Regions from separate parts of the Mus musculus genome. Here regions 1 and 3 are each linked to region 2. A link is a contact called in public HiChIP or PLAC-seq data. All regions are on one chromosome and are shown on one strand. The core of a region is the stretch at or near the end of the contact, and the rest is flanking DNA. Distances in the headings are between cores, read along the strand shown. Region 1 overlaps Galns (galactosamine (N-acetyl)-6-sulfate sulfatase). Region 2 holds the start of Chmp1a (charged multivesicular body protein 1A). Region 3 overlaps Zfpm1 (zinc finger protein, multitype 1).

Evidence for each region. HiChIP or PLAC-seq counts read pairs in DNA pulled down with a chosen protein or histone mark.
Region 1: a contact with region 2 is called in an H3K4me3 HiChIP or PLAC-seq map of bone marrow-derived macrophages, with 4 times the contacts expected there. The contact joins the enhancer-like site here to the promoter of Chmp1a in region 2. A contact is called at or near these places in 9 of 39 promoter capture datasets (the 3T3-L1 cell line, cranial neural crest, embryonic stem cells and 3 more), 1 of 15 datasets of contacts at CTCF or cohesin (the NIH/3T3 cell line), 2 of 484 Hi-C or Micro-C datasets (B cells and liver), 9 of 115 datasets of contacts at active chromatin or transcription factors (acute myeloid leukemia, bone marrow-derived macrophages, differentiating embryonic stem cells and 4 more) and 3 of 9 other capture datasets (adipose tissue, liver and pancreatic islet).
Region 3: a contact with region 2 is called in an H3K4me3 HiChIP or PLAC-seq map of bone marrow-derived macrophages, with 3 times the contacts expected there. The contact joins the enhancer-like site here to the promoter of Chmp1a in region 2. A contact is called at or near these places in 2 of 39 promoter capture datasets (liver and pre-B cells) and 4 of 115 datasets of contacts at active chromatin or transcription factors (bone marrow-derived macrophages, embryonic stem cells, large pre-B cells and 1 more).

What each region holds. Positions count from the first base shown.
Region 1 is chr8:122,591,635-122,594,991 of GRCm38.p6, forward strand. It overlaps Galns (galactosamine (N-acetyl)-6-sulfate sulfatase), which reads right to left. Exons shown (of 14, transcript NM_016722.4): 10 at 567-703. Among named protein-coding and RNA genes, the nearest start is that of Aprt, 16 kb to the left of the region's middle. Within about 2 kb of position 1,782, at least 39 of the 459 cell types and tissues checked have an H3K27ac peak or open chromatin away from gene starts, as enhancers often do. A contact at or near this core is called in acute myeloid leukemia, adipose tissue, bone marrow-derived macrophages and 1 more, where this site is marked.
Region 2 is chr8:123,211,160-123,214,866 of GRCm38.p6, forward strand. It overlaps Chmp1a (charged multivesicular body protein 1A), which reads right to left and starts at 1,629. Exons shown (of 7, transcript NM_145606.3): 1 at 1,507-1,629. The coding sequence starts at 1,513. Spata33 (spermatogenesis associated 33) reads left to right here and starts at 1,699. Exons shown (of 3, transcript NM_177279.4): 1 at 1,699-1,838; 2 at 1,929-2,078. The coding sequence starts at 1,802.
Region 3 is chr8:122,329,629-122,333,454 of GRCm38.p6, forward strand. Zfpm1 (zinc finger protein, multitype 1) reads left to right here. Exons shown (of 10, transcript NM_009569.4): 5 at 2,462-2,561. Among named protein-coding and RNA genes, the nearest start is that of Gm46056, 13 kb to the right of the region's middle. RefSeq lists an enhancer at 43-333. Within about 2 kb of position 1,678, at least 49 of the 459 cell types and tissues checked have an H3K27ac peak or open chromatin away from gene starts, as enhancers often do. A contact at or near this core is called in bone marrow-derived macrophages and liver, where this site is marked.

The DNA of each region.
Region 1 (3,357 bases), core at 532-3,031, 620 kb before region 2:
GTAGGTATCGGCTGACATTTTAAAGATGTGCGAGGGCCACAGAGTACAAAAACTCAGAGGGAACTGGGGTGTGTGGCTCAGGAAAATTATTTCCTGGCACACATGAGGTCCTGGGGTCCTACTTGGTCCAATGTGTGTGACAACCACTAGGCTGCAGGGACTGGCCTTAGTCATTCCCTGGCTGGCCATGACCCTGTGGAGGCAAAGCCTAGCCCTAGGAAATGGGGCTGACAAAGGAGTTGAGCTGCTAACAATGAGATCCCCTTCTTAGAAGTAAGATGGGGCTGGGCCTGGGAAAAGACACTTGTTGGTAGGACACCTCCCATCCCTTAAGTCTTAAGGTGGTTTCCTAAGAGTCAGTGCTTATCAGGGCCCTGATGGGCTCAGACTGAGCCCTTTCCCAGGTGCACATCCCAGTTCCATCTTGTTCCCCTGCTTCAGCATCTACATTGTTTCTTTTATAGTCATAGCTAGCCAGTGAGGAAGCTCTAGCTCTGGGCCCCAGCATGAGGAGCTGGGGCAAGGGGGCAGCACTAGGGGCGGGACAGATGTTGCCTAGCACCAACCTGTCCATCATCTGGCCCTTGAGCATGGTGGGGAGGAGGTCAAGTCCATCAATCACCCTGTCACTGGGGGGCTTCAGGCCTGCAAGGGACAGGCTGGTGGTGAAGAGATCCATGATGCTTCCCAGCTGGTGGCTGACCTGCAATGGATGTAGTCATCTCTGAGACCATCCTCACCGGCTGGTGTTTGGGGGATGGAGCCTGGAGTGGTGAGTACCTGACTCTCCTCTGGGTATGTAAATGCGCACTAAGGCCCCAACACTGACACCCACCCACTGCCATGGGAGGGCCACAGCCAGGCTTAAGTGGAGTACCTGGGCAGATGGGATTTAAGCTGAACATCTGACCCCAGAGTCAGGCTACACTCATGTCCCACTGCCCCTACCACGTATGGATCAGCAGTCATTGCTAGACCCAGAATGCTAGAGCAGCTCCTCCTCCTCCTCCTCCTCCTCCTCCTCCTCCTCCTCCTCACAGAGAGACACACAAGGGTCCCACCTCTCAAGGCTTAGCTGTCCCAAGAGAGTCGACAATATTCATTTTGACACCTGAAAGCTATTGTGAGCTTTGTATATCAAAGGAGAAAAGTCAGGAAAGACCCAGAAGCAGCAAGGAAGCCAGCTGGGAAGGAACCAAACAAACGGTCCTGTCTCCTGTCTCCTGCTTCAGCCAGGCAGAAGATAGTTCTAAGAGGGGCAGAGACACTTGCTGGGCCCACTACCGTTCATCTGTGGACGTATTAGCCCTGTGGGAAGTGTACTTGGCTGTTTTCTGCTCACGTCCTGACATAAGGGCAACTGAGTCACTGAGTGGCGGGGGGTTCTTTCGTGGCTCTGCCCCCTCTGTAACAGTGAGCATCTTCACTGGCTCGCGCACCCCAATAACCTCTCGGTGATGCTGCGGTGGAGACAGACATGTGCTCCTCTCTTGACCTCTGTGGCATGGGATGGTCAGAGGGGGGTAAGCACAGTCCCCGAGAAGACACATCTGTGGTCCTCTAGGAAGACCTGACTCCACAGCAGGCTTGTCGGGACCTCAGCTGGAGTTCAGTTTGAACAGGCTTCTCTTGACTGCGCCTTGCGTCTTGCTTGGCCCTCATTCGGCGGTGCCAGCTGGAGATCCTGTCAAATAAGCCTTGAACTTGATCAGGCCCTGCTGAGGCTCACTGAGATGCCCCACCTCTATGTCGAAACCCCTTAACTGCCTTTGCCTAATCACCCGCATCCTGATGGGGGTTGGGGAGGAGGCAGTTTCTAAAGATAAAATGGCCGTGTCTGGACAGACAGACTCGGGAGAGACTCTTGCAATCTGCATGCACTCTCGGCTATAGAGCCTGTTTCCTCATTTCCAAGCCCTACACTCTCCCCTATAAAAGATCCTAGCCAGCCCTTCCAGCCCTGCGGGCCTCTCCTTCCTACGGCACGGTCTGTCTTTCACTGTTTGCAATAAACGGTCTCATCTGCCGAGGCCGCTCAGACTCTCCTCTCCTTACTCTGTGCCCTGAAATCTGGCAGATATGACTCTGACTGTGCCATGAGGTCCCTGGCAGGCATGGACATTCGTCTACAGAGCCTGCATGGGAATAGGGCATTCTTGCATGTATGTGCTCTGACCAGGGTCTCCCTATCTATGATATCAGGGGAACGACAGAGGCCTTCTGAAGCCTCTGAGTGGCTCACAGCCCCTTCCGGGTATTTCCTTCCAGAAAACAGGAAAGGGGGAAGATGGGAGCATGATGCATGCCTGAGGTGATTGGAAGGAGGGGTCTGACTGCCAGTGCATGCATCCGAGTGCGCACGAGCTGTTGTGTGTCTGACAGCAGCAGGGTGCTGTCAGCTCCTCTGAGATGAAGCTGGAGCAAAGGCCCCAATTATACCACTGCAGCCAGGTGCAGCATCAGCGTCTGCTTCGAGGCTGATGAACGTCAGGGTGTTTAAGTAAAGATCTCGGTTATCACAGAGCACAGTGTGTGGGGAGCGTAGTGGAAAGGAAGCCGTAGCTCTGGAGCACGCTACGCTTTCCTCAGAAGGCAAGGCTGACCTCTCTTCCCAGCTGGTGCCGCCTGAGGGTATCTGGCAGGAATAGTGGTGGAAGCAGATGCTCTGAACCCACTGACACAGCAGAGTAGGTTAGGCCTCCTGGGCCTGAGGGAGCTTTGCCAATGCCAGGTCAGGGGCGTAGTCCGGGATTGGATACGGCTCCTTATCGGCCATGCCGAGCATCCCTTCCCAGGAACACCTCATGTGTGTCCCATTTCTCACCCAGTGACAACTGATCCAGTGGCTTCCACAGCTACATGAGGGCTGGCAGAGGTGGTACCGGGAAGAGCAGGTGCAGGTGTGGACCAGGCCCCTCTCCTAAGGGTCAGGTGGTCGTGGCCAGTCTGAGTGTCCACTAGTATCCCACTAACCATGCTTCTTCCACATGTAATGTGCTGACTGCCACGGGCACCCTGTTCTATAGAGGGAGCTGGCCAGATGGCAGGCAGGCCTGTTCAACCAACTGGGAGAGCCACCAACCTGCAAGGCTCTGGCGATTAGTGTGACCTGGGACTTCCGTGTCAAGAGGTCCTCAGCAGAGGGTAATGAGAAGCAGAGGCTCAGTCAGGTTTAGTTTAGAAGCTAGGGACTGAGGGCAGGGCCCAGTCGTTGCTGGGGACACATGGCTGGATGGTTGTTGCCAGCTCTGCCCTAGTGGCTGGCAGGATGGACAGGAGAGCTCTTTGGGATTCCCTTCCCACATACATGCATTTAGAGGGAAGGATAAGGACTGTGGCTGGCAGAATGACAGCTGC
Region 2 (3,707 bases), core at 379-2,878:
CCGTTCCTGAATCTGCAGAGTGCTGTCATACTTAATTTCTAAAGCCTTACCCTAGCAGTCCAGACTCAGGGCACTGAGGGTCTGTGGATGCAGACAGGGCCTGGCAGAGACCTGCCGGGCTGCAATCACCTCTGTGCATCTCTCACCACTCAGGGTAGGCTGACCATGACACAGTGACTGGAGGAACAGTGTCACCTAGGTATGGTCCAGCCATTTCACTAGTTTTAGGACACTGGCCAAATCGCCCCCATTTTAGCCCGTACTTTCATGTAGACTCTAGAGGGACTGGACTCTGAAAATCGGGAGAACCCTGTTGTGAGCTGCAGAGTGAACTGTAATGTCAGACAAGGGTCCATCTTCTTCCCAAGGGACAGTCTAGGATTCTTTTTTGCTTGTTTGTTTTTGTTTTGTTTTTCGAGACAGGGTTTCTCTGTATAGCCCTGGCTATCCTGGAACTCACTTTGTAGACCAGGCTGGATTAAAGGCGTACGCTACCACGCCTGGCTCAGTCTAGGATTCTTACGTCTTCTACAACAATGACACAGTACTTTAGCTTTCTACATTTCAGAAAGCAGTTTAAAAACAAAACAAAACCTCCATTACAGCCCTAGGCGGTGGCACAGACCTTTAATCCCAGCAGTGGGGAGGCAGAAGTAGGCAGATCTCTGAGTTCAAGGGCAGCTTGGTGTATACAGTAAGTTCTAGGCCAGCCAAGGCTACATAGAGAAGCAGTCTCATACAAACAAAAACTCTATGATACTAGCCCATAAAACCTATTATGAGTTCCTTGGGAGTCTAGAGGTTGGAGCCACGGCAGGTCGAAGTGACTCGTGACTCATACTGCTACGGGTGGTTCCCTTCCAACCTGTTAACCTAAGGTTAACCGGGCCCTCCTACTAGGAGGGAACCCAAAATCCTACTGTTTGGCACTTGAACTCCTTTGTATCTTAATTACTATTTCTCTGGGTACTTTTCTGGTGCCTTCTGACCACACTCCGTTGTCCCCAAACAGAAACAAAACAAACAGGGAGAGTGGCTAGTGGAAGTGGCCTGGATCGGGGGTCGGGTGTAGGATCATTTGGACAAGATTCAGGGTTTGGATCCCGGGCGTGGGGTGCAGGCCTGGGGAGATCTGGTAAAGAAACAAGACCCAGGGGTAAGAGCTGGCTGGGGGTCTGGAATCAAGAATCGGGAGCTGGCTTCTGCTGGGTTGTGCGATCGAGGCCCAGGAGAGGGTTTCAGCTAGGATGTCAGGGTTCAGGCACCGGGTCGGGTCCTGGTGGCTACACGGGCTGCAGGCCCCAGGGCAGGTCCTAGTCGGAGGTCTCGAGCCCAGTGAGCTGGGGGCGGGTCCCGGTCCGAATACAGGGTATAGACTATGGGTCCCAGGCCCGGGGGGATAGAGTCTGGGGCTGAAGCCCGGGGCGGGTCCGGCTGGGTTATGGGGCTGAGGCGAGACGTCCGCAGACTCCCGCTCCGACCCCGAAGTGGATGACAGCCCCTTACCGTCCATGGCCGGTCGGGCTAGCACAGCCCTCGGGGCGGCGCAGGGGACGCGATGTTACGGACCCGCTGTCTCCGCGAGGGCTTCCGGGGTCGCCACCGCTTCCGGTCGCGCGGCCGGCTGTCGCGAGAAGATAGCTCCGGGGCGGGGCTTGGGCGGGGCCTGGGCGGGGCTCAGGCACGGCTCGCGCGGCACGCGGTTGCCATGGTAATGAGCTCCCGGAGCCTAGTGTGGGTTTTGTGAGTCGGTCGGGTTAACCGGCCCCGAGGCCGCCCGGCTGGAGCGGCGGGGTCACCTATGGGCCAGTCGAAAAGCAAACCCAGAGAGAAGAAAGGTAAAGGGCGCCGCCTGGCGGCGAGGCCCGCCCTCCGTGCGGGCGTCCGCGGGCTGTAGGTCTAACGGCTTGTCCGTCCGTGTGTTTCAGAGGAGGAGAAGAGCACTACCACTTTAGTTACAAAGTCTAAGGAGAAAGTAATGGAGAAGGAGGCCAAGCAGTCTGACAAGGAGTCGCAGCCTGCCGAAAGCCTGTTGTTCGCGACATCCAAGCACTCAAGGCCGTCGTCTTCGTCTGAAGGTAGGGAGATCCAGAGGAGACCGGCCGCGGCAAGGCAGCAGGGATGGGACCTCTTTCTAAGGATGATGACCCGGGAGGTAAATATTACAGGGTTCTCGGTGCAGGGAAGGTGAGCGAGAGCACTGCCCTTGGCTCTAGGCTAGGCTATAACAGGGATTTCAAGGGCATCTTGTATATCTGGAGACCCTGTTTCAGAAGGAAAAAAGAAATTGAGACGAAACTTGAGCGATCCATAAAGTGTTCCCCAAAGAGGGTTAGTAGGGTGCTCTCTGGTCCCACAGTGATCCCTTCAACATGTTACAGCTTGGAGCAGAATTCTCCTCGGGTGATTGGCCAGGCTGCTGTGTGACTGACTCCTGAGCGGAGAGGGCTTGGTGTCCCTCAGCCTGGCCACAAAGATGGGAGGGCGTCTCAAGGTAGAAAGGACCGTGAGTGGGACAAAAGTGTTTCTTTTCACACCCAGCATTTGGCAGACACCAGAAACTGCTGCGAATTCCACTTTTCCCCGAGGCAGACGTTTGGCCTGTTTCTACCTTTTATAGTAGCTTGGTATGGCCACACAGAAGGAAACGTACAGAGCCTTCCGACACTGTGACACCCCCCCCCCCCCCATTGTCAGAAATAGAACTGTTGCAGGTTTAAAACAAGGAAGGCATTAGGAATTGGATGCTTTGTCTTTCTGGTTCCAGAATGGAGGCCTGTATGAAAAACAGAGCCCTAGGAGGACCTACCCCAGGCTCACTGCCGGAATCTGGTGGAAGCCAGAGGCGCAGTAGCCGAGGACAGTTGAGAAGGATTGGAGGTAGAAAGCACAGACCCTCCTCTCATTTGAGAAAGAGGTTGAGGCACCCATGGGTCTTGGGGAGGCAGTTTGAAATCCAGGTGCTGGGACTGGATTTCTGAGGTCTGACCTTGAAGCTTAGGGGCCCCTCATCTGAGGCTAGAAGGCTACACAGAGGCTGCAGACCTAGGGAGGCTTGTGATGTGATATCTGTCGATCAGGGCGCTTTTAGCTGATGACAGAAAAGCCAACTAAACAAGATTTTGTCACCCTGTGGTTTGATGTCTCACCAAAGATGGGTCAGAGATGGCGACCACCACCACCATGCCTGGCATCGGCATCGAGGACTCTGTGCTCCATTGTGTCGCTTTCAACCTCAGGAATGTCTTCCTTCACAGTGCCAAGGGATCTGGAAGGCTGCAGCCTCACAGGCACACAGACCATGCTGACCCTTAAGAGATGTGGGGCCTTGCTTGCTATTGGCAAGGAAGCCTTTCTGAGATAGGCTTCATCTGCCCAGCCTCTCTAAGATGGCTCCAGCTCTACAAGTTTGTAAGGCATCAGGGTAGACAAGGCCTTTGCCAGCGAGGAACTCCCCATTTGAAGGCCACCGGTGACACCTGTCATACAGCGTCAACATCTGGAGGAAATGCAGGTGGACATGAAGAGAAAACCAAGTGAGTCTGGTGTCAAGAAAAGATGATGGAGCAGGCTCAGCAGTCACAGGAACAAAGCCACTGACACATGCGACCCTGGAGGGAGCCTCAGAGCATGAGGTCTGAGGAAGCCAGGTGTAAATGTCCGTGTATGTTATGACCTCCTTTCTAGGAAGGCCTTGAACTCACAGT
Region 3 (3,826 bases), core at 428-2,927, 880 kb before region 2:
CTCCCCAAGGTTGCATGCACCCCATGCCACAGTGCTGCAAGGGGGTGCGGTATGGTGTTCCATGCACTGGGACTGCCACAGAAAGAGCAGCTTGTGCAGCGTCAGCAAAGTGGCGTGCGTGTGCGCGCTCGTGTTTTTATCATGCGGTGAACACGCTGCTCCGGAGAGCGATAAGCGTTAAACCGACCGCGAGGCTGTCAGTCTCAGTTTGAGGGTTTAGAAATATTGGGACGAATAATTAGATTTCATATCGTTACCACAGCACCCATCAGAGGATCAGGCAGATTAATTTTCTCACCCTCCTCCGCTCATTAATATTCATTAGAGTAGTGGAAGGCTGAGGCAGGGAGGGCCAGACCCAGCCACCTCACTGACAGCCATCTGCTGGGGCCAGGAACAGCTAGCCTGTGAGAGTCAGAGGCCCCCTGTGTGGCTGCCCACACCCGTCTGCTGCTTACTCTGTGCTATCCAACTGTGACCTTGAAAGCTCACCTACCCCCTGCATCCCTGGGAGCCACCTCCTGACGGAAGCCAGCCGATCTGAAGCAGGCTCTTGGGTAGAATGCACTCCCTCAGTGGACGTGTGGCAACTGCCAGCAAGGTCCAGGGTGCAAGGCAATACCTAGGTCCAGAGATGCCTTACTGTTCATGTTATCCTTCAAGCAGAGCATAAGTAAGCAGCCGTGGCCAGTATACACAGCTCTAGGGCTTCCTGTATCCTCACATTCATCTGTGCCCAGGGCAGAAAGGCCCACAGAGAAGGGCACAGCCTCCCTAGCCCCCAGCTCTCCCACCGCCCTGAGATGGTGGCAGGACAAGGAAGGGGATTCCTTCCCCTATCCTGACAGCAACTTTGTCATGTGGGCCTCACCGTGCTGGCATACAGGAAACTGAAGCCAGAGGTGCAGGTGTTACCTGCTAGGACTCCAGGGCTCCCCTTCAGAACCAGCTTATCTCCACTCCCTGCTCCATGGCAAGCCACGTGGCAGCAGGCAGGTGACGTGGAAGCCACCGGGCTGGGCTGTCATGACCTCATGGGTCACTGGGAGTTCCCAGCTAGTAGGCCTTATCTTGTTGGCTCTGTATATGCCATGTGAATGCGATCTGTAAAGAGTTGGTCCACAGGGGTCACAGGAGAAAGGTCAGACCTGAACCCTGACGTTTGGCCCCAGAGCCTATGTGGGCATCACACACAAGGGGACCCAGGAGTGCCAAGCACTGTCCTGGCAGTTCCCCTTACAGTCAGCAGCCTGTTTCTCCTCCTGTTCCAGCCTGTTGGTCATCTTCCTTACCCAGTGAGCTCATTGCCATGACCACCGCAGCGGTTCTTAGGAGCCGGGAGTGAGCAGGGGCTCTAAGCTTTGGGTTAAGAGTTCCTGGGGTGCAGGTTTCTGAGTGAAAGGCATTTATTTGAATCAAACAGCGAATGGCCGACAGGATGATACACAGGCCTGCTCTGCCTTTACACATAGTGCCCGAGTGGCTTAGTCCAGGGGCTAAGTAAGCTCAGCGAACAGGGAGGTGCCCAAGTGGCAGCAGTCACCCACCCCACCCTCCAAGGATAGACAGGACTGGGCCTCTGCTGTCCCTGCCTTCCACTGGCTGTGTCTCATCCTCCACCGGAGACCAAATCCCAGCCCAGCCTTCCAGCCTGGGCTGCACAGAGACATGGCCACGTACACTTACTTCCTCTGCTGCTGGGCTGAGAGCCAGGGTGCAGGGGGCAGGAAGCAAGCAGCTTTGGTGGCCCTGGGGGGCTGAGCCCAGAGCTCTTCCCTTCCAGGTTCAGATGGAGCTGCAGAGGAAGTGTGTGGCACAGCCCTAGGCTGGAACTTCTAACCCCAACCCCCTCCCCTTTATTCTGTCTCAGTTCCCTGGCCCATATGATGGGGAAGAGGGCACAGAGCCTCAGCTACCCACTACCCCTCGCTCCCTGGCAACACAGCTGTCTTGGGTTGGGGCAGCCAATCTCAGGAGAAGGACAGTGCTCTCAATGAACGGACAGGGCCAAAAGTTCCACCCTGCACCAGAAAGGAAAGCTCTACTGTACAGAGACATGGGCTCGTGCTCTCCCTCTCTCCCTCTCTCCCTCTCTCCCTCCCTCTCTCCCTCTCTCCCTCCCTCCCTCCCTTTCTCAGTTCCTTGCAGGAATCTAGCAGTTGCGTGGTATGGGCCATACCCTTGGTGCCAGCAGCTCTGCTGTCACAGAAAGAGAACACACATCAGCAGGCTCTATAGATTCAGTGCTTGACAGCTCTAGACCTTTGTTCCCAACAGAGACCAATGCATAGCCTGGGAATGCACAGCTCCCTGCCATGCCTCCAGTTATCATAGTGTTTGAACTACACAAGTCCTACTGCTATGAGCTACCAGGCTGCTGACCACCACTACACAACAGAGCAAAGCCCCCCACTCGGCATCCTATATAGACTGAGCCTTTCCCATCTCCACTCTTCTCTAGGGCCCAGCTGTGACCCTGATGGTGGATGAGAGCTGCTGGCTAAGGATGCTGCCCCAGGTCCTAACTGAAGAAGCCGCCAACTCAGAGATCTACAGGAAGGGTCTGTATCTCATGCCTGCCTCCCTCCCCGCTAAGGTCTTTCAGAAGGCAGGGTCACTTGGTTCTGACTGGTCCAGCTCTTAAAGGGACACCAGCTTATCTGGGTAACAATCAAACTGCCTGAGAGAGCACCCTGAACCCCATCTGAGAGGATGATGGACAACCTTTGGAGCTGCAATCCCATGCGAATCATAACCACTGACACAAGAGCTAGAGGGACCACCCTGGGCCCTCTACAGCCAGCCCCTGAACACAAGAGCTAGAGGGACCACCCTGGGCCCTCCACAGCCACTGAACACAAGAGCTAGAGGGACCACCCTGGGCCCTCCACAGCCACTGAACACAAGGGCTAGAGGGGCCACCCTGGGCCCTCCACAGCCACTGAACACAAGGGCTAGAGGGGCCACCCTGGGCCCTCCACAGCCACTGAACACAAGGGCTAGAGGGGCCACCCTGGGCCCTCCACAGCCACTGAACACAAGGGCTAGAGGGGCCACCCTGGGCCCTCCACAGCCACTGAACACAAGAGCTAGAGGGACCACCCTGGGCCCTCCACAGCCACTGAACACAAGGGCTAGAGGGGCCACCCTGGGCCCTCCACAGCCACTGAGAGCTCTGCTTCTCTACGTGGGCTTAGGGGGAGACTGAGCAAGAAGAGCTTCCGGGGACCACTGAAGGCAGCCTGCACTAGAAAGGAACACGCCCCAACACCAGATTGGATGTTGGCAAGCCGTCAGCCATGTGCTTGCACCACCAGGACTGACCTGCCCATAGGCTTCTACAACACAGTTCTGCCCAAGTGTGCCATCCACAGAAGACAGAGGCCCTTATAGGGATGATACTGATAAACATGACCTGATCTGGGTGGGGCCTGCAGACAGGGTCACAGTGACCACAGGAATCCTGTGGACATTGTCGCTTGATTTTTCCTGTATCACTTGGCCCATAATGGGACTTACACAGGCTCTACCCTGCAGCTCAGCTCCTACTGCCACCTTAGAACATACATACTCCCTTTTCTTTTCCCACTTTCTGCTGGGAGTGGCCACTGGCTTGAGACTGAGGCCAGAAGTGTCCCTACTCACAGCTCACAGGGTTCCAGGCCATGTGGCAGAACTGCTGGCCCAGGACACCTGGGTTTTTGTGGATTGAGGCTGCCCTCTACAGGCTACTGTGGGAACAGCACCAGGCCCATGCCCAACAGATTGAAAACCTGCCTGTTCTGGAGCCCAATGCGTTAGGACACCCCTCTACCCCAGCCAAGTG